Linked DNA regions of Mus musculus: all the other regions are linked to region 1. Evidence: chromatin contacts called from public HiChIP or PLAC-seq and promoter capture Hi-C data. All regions are on one chromosome and are shown on one strand. The core of a region is the stretch at or near the end of the contact, and the rest is flanking DNA. Distances in the headings are between cores, read along the strand shown.

Region 1 (2,943 bases), core at 443-2,942:
TTGAAAAATGCCAGTAATGGAGCTGTGTACTGTGTGACTCTGTGTGTTTAAAACTGCAGAAGGTGTGAGCTTGTCTGTAGTCAGGGCAGGCAGATCAACTATTGGGGCAGGCAAGGAAGGGGCAGGATTTACAAAGGACACGAACATGCAGGAGCTAGATTCACCCTCGATGGTGGTAGCCTCACAACACGCATGTGCCTGGGTTTTGGGGTCTGAGCTGTAAGTCTGTGCCATGTCTTGGCATCTTATAGACAATGGTGTGGATATTGACAGTGACCTGTTCTGTTTCCACCTTGATTTTCAATCAGAAAGTGGGCTTGCTATTCTTCATTAAGACTGATGCTGCGAGGTGACCTAACACTGCCCTGGAACTGAACCTAGACCAAAGCCAGAGGCTGTGACATGTAGTTGAATCTGAGCATAGTACTGTCCCTGAGAATTCCCAGAGAATGGATTTGTGGTTATGGAAGAAAATGTCCTTTTTGTTAACAATATTTCGGGGCAGGGTGCACATGTATACAGAGGCCAGAAGCCAATGTTAGATCAAGGTAAGAGTAGGTTAGTATTCTGTGCTATTATATAATATGTGGTCTTTATCCCTTTGCCCCACTAAGGGCTTGTTCACTCCCCCATCTTGTGGGTTCTTTCTAGTTTCCTGACACTCCAAATTAAACACACAACCCCAGAAACTTGAAGCTAAGATCCAAGTGTGAGAAAGGACATGCTTGCTTGGTTTTAATAAGTTTCCCAAGTTGTTGTTATCATCTGTCTCTCTGCTAATTAACAAGAATAAGGGAGGGAGGCAGTTAATTAAGGACTGGTGTAAGCTGGGTTCCAGCTAATTGAGGGTTTTTTTCATAGACAGAATTAATGTGCAATTCAGGCAGACCTTCCAAATTACAGTTAATAAAGTTTTATTTATAGCACCACTGGGGAACATCAAGGGCACAATGTCAAGGAATGTGGGAAAACACTCTGAATTGGTATTGATGGGATAATCCAAAGTCAGGCATACAAACAGGCATACCACAGGAAGAGCTTCCATGGACAAAGACAACAGGGAAGGAGGTGGGATTTTTTTCTTCGGCCCCTACAACCTGTGTATCCTTTGCAGCTTCCCAGTGTCTGGTTCCTCCGCAAACAGATTCTTCTCTGAATAAATTTGATCAGGTACTCAGCCTAACCTCTCTTGCTCCGCATTTTGCCTCTTCACGTACACAAAGCTCAGTTGGAAGAGAGTTCAATGTCGGCCTCTTCTCTATGGGTCAGGCATTGTTGAGCATCCTCCCTGTTCTGCTGGCCCACCGTGGGGCTGCTCTAGGAGGAATGCAGACTGCCTCTATCTAGATACCCGTGCTTCCTGCCTGCTAAGCTTTGCTTTGGGGGATAGCTCTAGGTTTACAGAAATCTGAGGTGACAGTGGAGCCCGCCCCAGTTTCCTGTGTCTGAGGCACCTCAGTGGACACAGTGAGACCTGTGTTCCTGTGCCGGTTGGTGCCTTACCTTAACCAGCTGCACCATTCTGGTGCACCACAGGGTTTCTCTGTCCACTCTCCCTGGGAGGGGCTTCAGCTCCTCCAAATCAACCCTCCCCCTTTCTCCCTCAACCCTCTGTACCTCTGATGTCCATGGCAGCATGAGGAGGCCCCTTGGCTCTGCACACCTGCACTTGGGTTGCGGTAGTGAGAGGCTTGGGGTGGAAGACAGATGAGCCCCCTTCTCACACGTGCTTTGCCGTTTGTGTTAGCGTGCTTCTTCCTTCAAAGTCATGACTCCCAGCCCCAGCGATTACTGCAAACACTGCTTTGTTCCTTCACCTGTTCTGTTCCGGACCCAGATGTGGGTATGGGGGTTGTTTGTTTTCTTTGTGTACTTAGACTTTGTATCCGTTGCTTTGTTTTCATTATGTACTTAGACGTTGTATTCGTTACTCTTCTGTTGCCGTGGTTACATACTGGGACCAGCAGTGACAAAGTTTATTTTGGCTCACAGTTCCAGAGTAAGACAACAGAGGAGTGGGAGGCAGAGGAGGCAAAGGAGGCAGAGCAGAGGCTCAGATCACAGCTGCCATAAACACAGATCACTGACAGCAAACCAGAAATGGGCAAGGCTATAATATCAAAACCCACCCCAACAACATACTTCTCCCGCTTCAAGGCTCTACTTTCTGAAGCTTTATGACCTCCCCTAAGAGCACCATGAGCCAGGGACCACGTGTTCAAATGCATGAACCTCTGAAGGACATTTTCCATTCAAACTATCAGGCTGTTCTAAGTCTCTGTGTTTGGGATGAATTTAGTTTTATACTTCTAAGTTTTTCTAGTCTCCCTTCTCTGTGAGGAAGCCATGTTCCTAGAAACAGTCTTTCAGATGGGGGGGGGGGGGTCTCCTAGCTCTGACTGGGCAGAGTCTTCCTCCCGGTCACTGAGAGCCACATCTGATGAGCAGGAGTCAGGAACATGCTCACAGGAAAAACTTATAAATGTTTTCTCTTCCTCTCTCCCTGCCACCTCATTCATATAATTTGATGCTTTGAGGGTCTCTTATGACTCAAGTATAGGTTATAGTCTGCAGAAAACCAGTGAAGGGAAGGGACATGTTAGGGATATGTGTTTGCAGAAACCTTTGTTTTGTGTAAGCCAGTCAGCAAAGCTATGTACTGTGTAAATGGGTTCTGGGTACTGTCTCACTGTCTGGTAAGATAGAATACCATGTGAAGGTGTTTTCAGCAGTGGCTACAAGTGTATCTACATGGCGACATTTCTCCCCAGTGCAGATACACATCATGAGCAGCATACATCACTGTCACTATGTGGTCATGTATGCTACCTCAGAGATCATAACCACTTGTGACATGGAGGGTTTGTCCTGTGAGTGTAGCCAAGAGGGAAAGAAATACAAATGGCCAATCCCCGTCTGTCAGTCTATACAGAAAGAAGAGCT
Region 2 (2,813 bases), core at 188-2,687, 140 kb before region 1:
TCAGAAACGAAAGGCTAAGCAGTATGCTTGACCTTGCTGTGCCCAGAGGGCTGGTTGTTTATATAGTACCTCTATATAGTGCTCTGTTGCATGCAGTGGCCTGACCTGCTAGAGTTGAGCCCCACAGGGGCTAGGTTGGTACTTTCTTTGTTGTGCCTGCTATGCTTTGTAAAGGACCAGTTAAATGGCAGTCAGTAAAATGAGGTTCACAGTCATCAGCAACGAGTAGCTGGTTTTGCTTTTGATTTAGAATCAATAGTTCTTTAGGAGAAGAGCATCATTAAGAGTTTTCTCAAAGCAAGTAATAAGCAGAGTGCCTATGCCATGGAGACAACAGTTGGTTTGGCCTGGGGTTCCGAGGGTCTCACCTGCTAAGCTCACTCAGTGTATACCCTTATCTAGTGGTTTCTTTATCCTGTACGTGACCAGTTGCAATCCCAGACAGGAGAGAGTGGACAGTGAGCACATGGGTGAGCTCTGCTCAGACAGCGCTTCTGCTAAAAGCAGACTGTGGAACAGCTGCTGTGCCATGCAGGTGAGGGCAGTGGCATGTAGCTGAGAAACCAGCTCTTAATAAAGATCAATACTGGGGCTGGAGACACGGCCCAGCGGTTAGAGCATCCTCTACTCTTCCAAAGCTCCTGAGTTCAATTCCCAGCAACCACATGGTGGCTCACAGTCATCCTTAGTGTGACCCGATACCCTCTTCTGGTGTGTTTGAAGATAGCTACAGTATACTCATATAAATAAAATAAATCTTAAAAAAAAAATCAATACTGCATAGGCTTGCTATACCTTTGTGAGGTTCAATTTTATTTCATTCACTTTATTGGGTATTGAGTTGACTATTAGATATTAAGAAAAAATGTAGGGATAGTCTTTCCTGTTATATGAACTTTAGGGGTTACTAAGCTGACACAACTGATGGCTGTTCATTAAATATCAGTGACTGAGTCCCATCCTACATCACATCTGATGAACCTAGCAGATATTTAGGTGTATGAAGTAGGAGACCTGACTGGCCCAGACATGCTCAGACCTCACCCTTGGAGCCTGGGCGTGTCACCTGTGGCAAAAGGTGGACTGAGCTGTGGTTCTTGAGAAGTGCATACTAGGCTCAGTCCCGTGGATTCTCATGCTTTGTACACTGACTTGGTACAGGCTGAGTTCTGACTGCATCCTGTGCCTCTGTGGGTCCACACTTGGCCTGGCTTCAGCCTGCATTTAGGATTATCTTCTGGCAGGACTAGAGTATTGGCTATAGTTTCCAACCTTGGATGCTAATTAGCAGGGTGTGAGGCATCATTGGGAGGGTGTGCTAGGAAAGGGATTGGAGAGAGGGTCTTACTCTGTGGCCTATGCAGACCAAAGCTCTTGGGAATTTCTGTCTCAGTCTGCAGAGTACTAGGATTCAGGTGTGATCCATGCAGAGTACTAGGATTCCGGTGTGATTCATGCCTGGCATGAGTCATTTGTTTGCTTTTGCATTCCAGCTTGTGCCTCCCCACCTTATTTTAATTACTTTTTTTTTTGTAGAATTGGGATGGTACCCCGGGCCCTGGGCTTGCTGGATACACATGATACCATTGGACTGTATCCCCAATCAAATTGTATATTTTGAATTTATAAAACATTAATAGAGATTTATGCATCAAAAGTGTTCAAAAAGTTATGCACAGAATTGTGTTATTCCATCCCTATCCACATCTGCCCCGTGTCTAATTGCTGTAGCTATAGCTATCTTTCTTATGCTTCTTTAGTCGTTTTTCTTTGGATCATTTTTACACAGACATCATACTGCACATACTCCTGGGAGCCACTCACACCACTTCTGGGGACCTTAGTACTCATTTAGCACTGGACACTCCACCAGTATCAGCCACTGTTGCTCACAGGCCCTCAGCATGCTGGGAACATTCCACACTCTGGTCCGTTGTTAAGGCTGTGTCTCTGAGGTGAACCATAGTATCACTGGGCCACCAAGGTACACTGCAGGTGTTTTTGTTGTTGTTGTTTGGTTATAGTTAAGTTTTTTCCAAGATAGCATCCCCTGTCATTTTGTATTCTCATAGTAGCACATAGAGAGCCTCCTTGCAGAACCCAGAGTTTCCGAGTACTACAGGCCAGTACATGTGTCTGTTTTTTAATCTTAATTCTCATTTTTAGTATAAAATGAGGTTGACTGTTTCTTTATAGCTAAGGGCTACTGCCATAGTTTTACTGTGAGTTGTTATTTCATGTTTGCACCCCTCACCCCATTTGTCTTGATAATTCCATTTCCATTCTTTGAGTTCCTGTTGATAGCTCAGATCTCCTGATCTTCCTGTGTTCCTGGCTGCCTCTGGTTATGGACACTTTTCTAGGAGTAAGAGAGCAACCACCCGAGTTACCCTGAGAACAGAGTTGGGGATCCAAGGGGTGGGAGTGGGGCTTGCATTTTCTCTCAGGATAATGGAGTCTGCCTTGTGAGGTTCTCTGGGACAGATACAGGCCAAACGTCCCTTAAGAGTGACTAAAGCCTTTACACTTCTCATGACATCGGCTCAGGCAAGTGCTCTATATGTCTGAGACCACATAACTCAGTGAGTTGAAGCAGTGCCACCCTTAATCCCAGCAGTGCCTCAGTGTGGCAGGGGCAGGTGGTCCTAAGAGTCCAGGCCAGTCAACAAAAGACAATGAAACAAAACCACCACAAAATTCCCCAAAACAGCAACAACAACAACAACAACAACAACAAAAATGTAGCTAACAGAGATGAGATTTAGCTCAGTTGTATTCTGAGTGTCTTCTGCCTAGATGTGAGGTCAGTCCTT
Region 3 (2,818 bases), core at 299-2,798, 200 kb before region 1:
GATATATGTACACACCACATTTCTGTTTCTCCTCTGTTTGCCTGCTAATGGACACTCAGGTCACTTCCATGTCACGGCTGTTGTAACAAATGCTGAGTGAGCATGGGAATTCAGGTGTCAGACTCTGTCACAGATGGCTGGGTGGTAGCAGAGGCTCTCCATCTTCCTTGTGGCTCTCTGACAGTTCTCTGGCCATTCGATAAAGTCATCCAGAATTTACCCCTTCTTGCTAGTCTAGTAGGAACTCTGACCTGCTCTGGAGCACAGCCTTTTGACAGGGGTGCAGTGTGGATGTCTCTCACTGTGGACATGAGTTTTCCATCTTCTCAGGATCTCTTTGGATTAACAGAAGCAAGCTCTGCTGCTGTGGCTCTCTTTAGAGTTAGTTTTTCCTGGGGCTTAAACATTTGCTAAAGATCTCTTCTCAATTTTGAGGTTAGGATTTTATCCTATGTCCCCGTCCCCACCCTTTTTTTTTTTAAATTAGATATCTTCTTCATTTACATTTCAAATGCTTTCCCGAAAGTCCCCTTAACATTGCCCCCTCCCCCCAACCCACACACTCCTGCCTCCTGGCTCTGGCATTCCCCTGTATATCCGATGTCTTTTAATTCTTAATGCTTGATAGTGTTTTTGGTTTTGGTTTTGATTCTTTTCTTTTCTTTTTTATTGGACAGGATCCCACTCTGCAGCCCTGGCTAGCTTGGACTGACTGTAGATCAGGTTGGCCTGGAGCCCACAGAGACCCTCTTGTGTCTGTTTTTTAATGCTAGGGAGCGTTATAGTTTTGCTGCTTACATTTAGCTTCCTGATCAGGATGAGTGTTGGTAGGCCCAGGTAATTCTTGTTACATGCGACAGTCTTGTCACCGTCAGAAGTGTCCACCCGGCTTTTATAATGAATTACAGAGCCAGACTGTTCCTTAGTAGACATTGGCTTTAGATGTGGGTGAGGCAAGGGCCCAGTCTCGTTTTGTCTCTGAGAAGACCCATGTGTCAGGCTCCTTTGCTTCAGTCTGCAGGACTCCCTGTCACCGGCCTGGTTTGGCCCCATCTCAGGTTGTTCTGGGAGCCTCAGTTGTGCTCTCTGTGGCTTCCTGAAATTGGAAAGAAGTCCAGATAGGTTGTTCTTCATCGTGTGTGCCCTTTTGCATTTTATTTCCACACAGATCTTAAGCCAGTGGATAAATCACAGATGGAGTTGTCCACCTCTTCACATTTTCAAGCTTTTAAATTTCCACGTAGAGGCCCTTCATATCTTTTATTGGATAATTCCTAGAAATTTTACCTCTTTTGTTTGTTTTGTTGCTTAGGAATCAATACAGCTTCTCTTTACATGCTGTGTCTGGAAGCCTTTGACTCTGACTGAGTGTTTGTCTACATATCTGTTTGGATTTCTGTAAACAGAGTCGTGTTGTTCTGAGGGTAATGGCAGTTCCCTCCCTTCCTTCTACTAATCTTGAAGCTCACTGGGAATCCTGTGGTAGGATGAGGCCTCTTCTTTAACTTGCAAAGTGAGCACTGTTTACTCTCTCTTTCTCTGCCATAGGGTCTCTTACTCTATAGCTCAGGTTGGCCTTGAGCTCTTGGCAATCCTCCTGCCCCAACCTGCTGAGTGCTGGGATGACAGGCCTGACACTTGCCAACAGGCTGTGCTCCAGAGCAGGTCAGAGTTCCTAGACTAGCAAGAAGGGGTGAGTTCTGGATGACTTTATCAAACAGCACTATGGAATGGCCAGAGAGCTAGTAAGAGTTGTTTTCATAGTAACAAGAGCTGTTTGGATTTGAGTCGTCTAACTGTGTGCGTGCCATTTGCCTTGTTGATGTGGTGCAGTGCATGCACAGCTAGTGCTGTGTGTGCATTGGTGTGTCTGCAGGCGGCAGGGCACCTGTTCTTAGTGACTGGGCCTGGCCTGGATTAGCTTGGTCCTTGGCTAAAGGTTTTGTTGCAGTACTAAAGCTTAGTCTCCTCCCCTCCACCATCTTTTTTGCTTAGCAGCTCAGGTGAGCCCCTTGGCAGTTTGCTATGTTTTAATACCAAAGCTGTGCTACTTTAGAGATAGGACCTTGGGGAATCTTTTTTTTGTTTCTTCTGTCTTTAGACTTAGAGCAGTATTTGTGGAACTTGTCATCTGGGTCTTTAGTTTCTTCCGTGGAATAACTTTTTTTATACCTATGATTTGCTTTTAAATGGTTATTGGGAGGCTTCATGTCTGCTATGGCCTCATGAGTCAGTTTTGGTTATGTTTCTCAAGAAATTTGTTCTTTTTAAGTATTTGCTAAAAAATTTAGTGGCTATAATTGTTTAACATACTTTAGAAAAATCTGTATTCTTTTGAAGCTTTAATTTGCTTATTTATTTTGGTGTAGTTGAGACAGGCTTTCATGTATCCCAAACCTACTTGAAGCTTAATGATCAGTTTGCTGAGAGGAAAGGCTGTGGGATCATGAGTGTGGAGGGATCATCAGAGAAGAGACTGCACTAGCCAGGGAACGACAGGGAATGACAGGGAATGACAGAGAATGCCAGGGAATGATGGAATGACGGAATGACCGGGTGACAGGGAATGACAGGGGCTGTTTGGACCTTTTCTTATGTCTGCTTTTACTCTGCCAGGTTCTAGCCTTTGCCTCCTCTCTTTGGTTGGCTTTCCTCAGCCTCCACTTTCTGCCCTCCTGTGTTGCATCTGTAGGTGTTCTCTTGCTCTCAGGGCAGACTTGCAGTACAGACGGACCGGGGTTTGCTCATCTCCTTTCCATGCAGAGGCTTTGATGCCAAGAAGGCTGGCCCAGCTGCAGCTGAGAGTGTGAACACTGAA

What was found. Promoter capture Hi-C pulls out the DNA fragments that hold promoters and counts their contacts. HiChIP or PLAC-seq counts read pairs in DNA pulled down with a chosen protein or histone mark.
Region 2: an HNF4G HiChIP or PLAC-seq map of pancreatic cancer cells shows a contact between it and region 1. The contact joins the enhancer-like site here to the promoter of Rptoros in region 1. A contact is called at or near these places in 2 of 39 promoter capture datasets (HPC-7-derived erythroid cells and hematopoietic stem and progenitor cells), 2 of 115 datasets of contacts at active chromatin or transcription factors (effector CD8 T cells and pancreatic cancer cells) and 1 of 9 other capture datasets (liver).
Region 3: a contact with region 1 is called in a promoter capture Hi-C map of liver, with 2.2 times the contacts expected there. The contact joins the enhancer-like site here to the promoter of Rptoros in region 1. A contact is called at or near these places in 20 of 39 promoter capture datasets (the 3T3-L1 cell line, 3T3-L1-derived adipocytes, the C10 cell line and 12 more), 1 of 15 datasets of contacts at CTCF or cohesin (the NIH/3T3 cell line), 6 of 484 Hi-C or Micro-C datasets (bone marrow-derived macrophages, embryonic stem cells and myeloid progenitors), 9 of 115 datasets of contacts at active chromatin or transcription factors (embryonic stem cells, memory CD8 T cells, microglia and 1 more) and 4 of 9 other capture datasets (adipose tissue, embryonic stem cells, liver and 1 more).

Annotation. Positions count from the first base shown.
Region 1 is chr11:119,832,673-119,835,615 of GRCm38.p6, forward strand. Rptoros (regulatory associated protein of MTOR, complex 1, opposite strand) reads right to left here and starts at 1,693. Exons shown (of 3, transcript NR_045313.1): 1 at 1,618-1,693. The region is part of intron 13 of Rptor (regulatory associated protein of MTOR, complex 1); the gene reads left to right.
Region 2 is chr11:119,695,139-119,697,951 of GRCm38.p6, forward strand. All of the region lies in intron 3 of Rptor (regulatory associated protein of MTOR, complex 1), which reads left to right. Among named protein-coding and RNA genes, the nearest start is that of Rptor, 94 kb to the left of the region's middle. Within about 2 kb of position 1,438, at least 28 of the 459 cell types and tissues checked have an H3K27ac peak or open chromatin away from gene starts, as enhancers often do. A contact at or near this core is called in pancreatic cancer cells, where this site is marked.
Region 3 is chr11:119,629,798-119,632,615 of GRCm38.p6, forward strand. The region is part of intron 1 of Rptor (regulatory associated protein of MTOR, complex 1); the gene reads left to right. Among named protein-coding and RNA genes, the nearest start is that of Rptor, 28 kb to the left of the region's middle. Within about 2 kb of position 1,549, at least 17 of the 459 cell types and tissues checked have an H3K27ac peak or open chromatin away from gene starts, as enhancers often do. A contact at or near this core is called in liver and oligodendrocyte precursor cells, where this site is marked.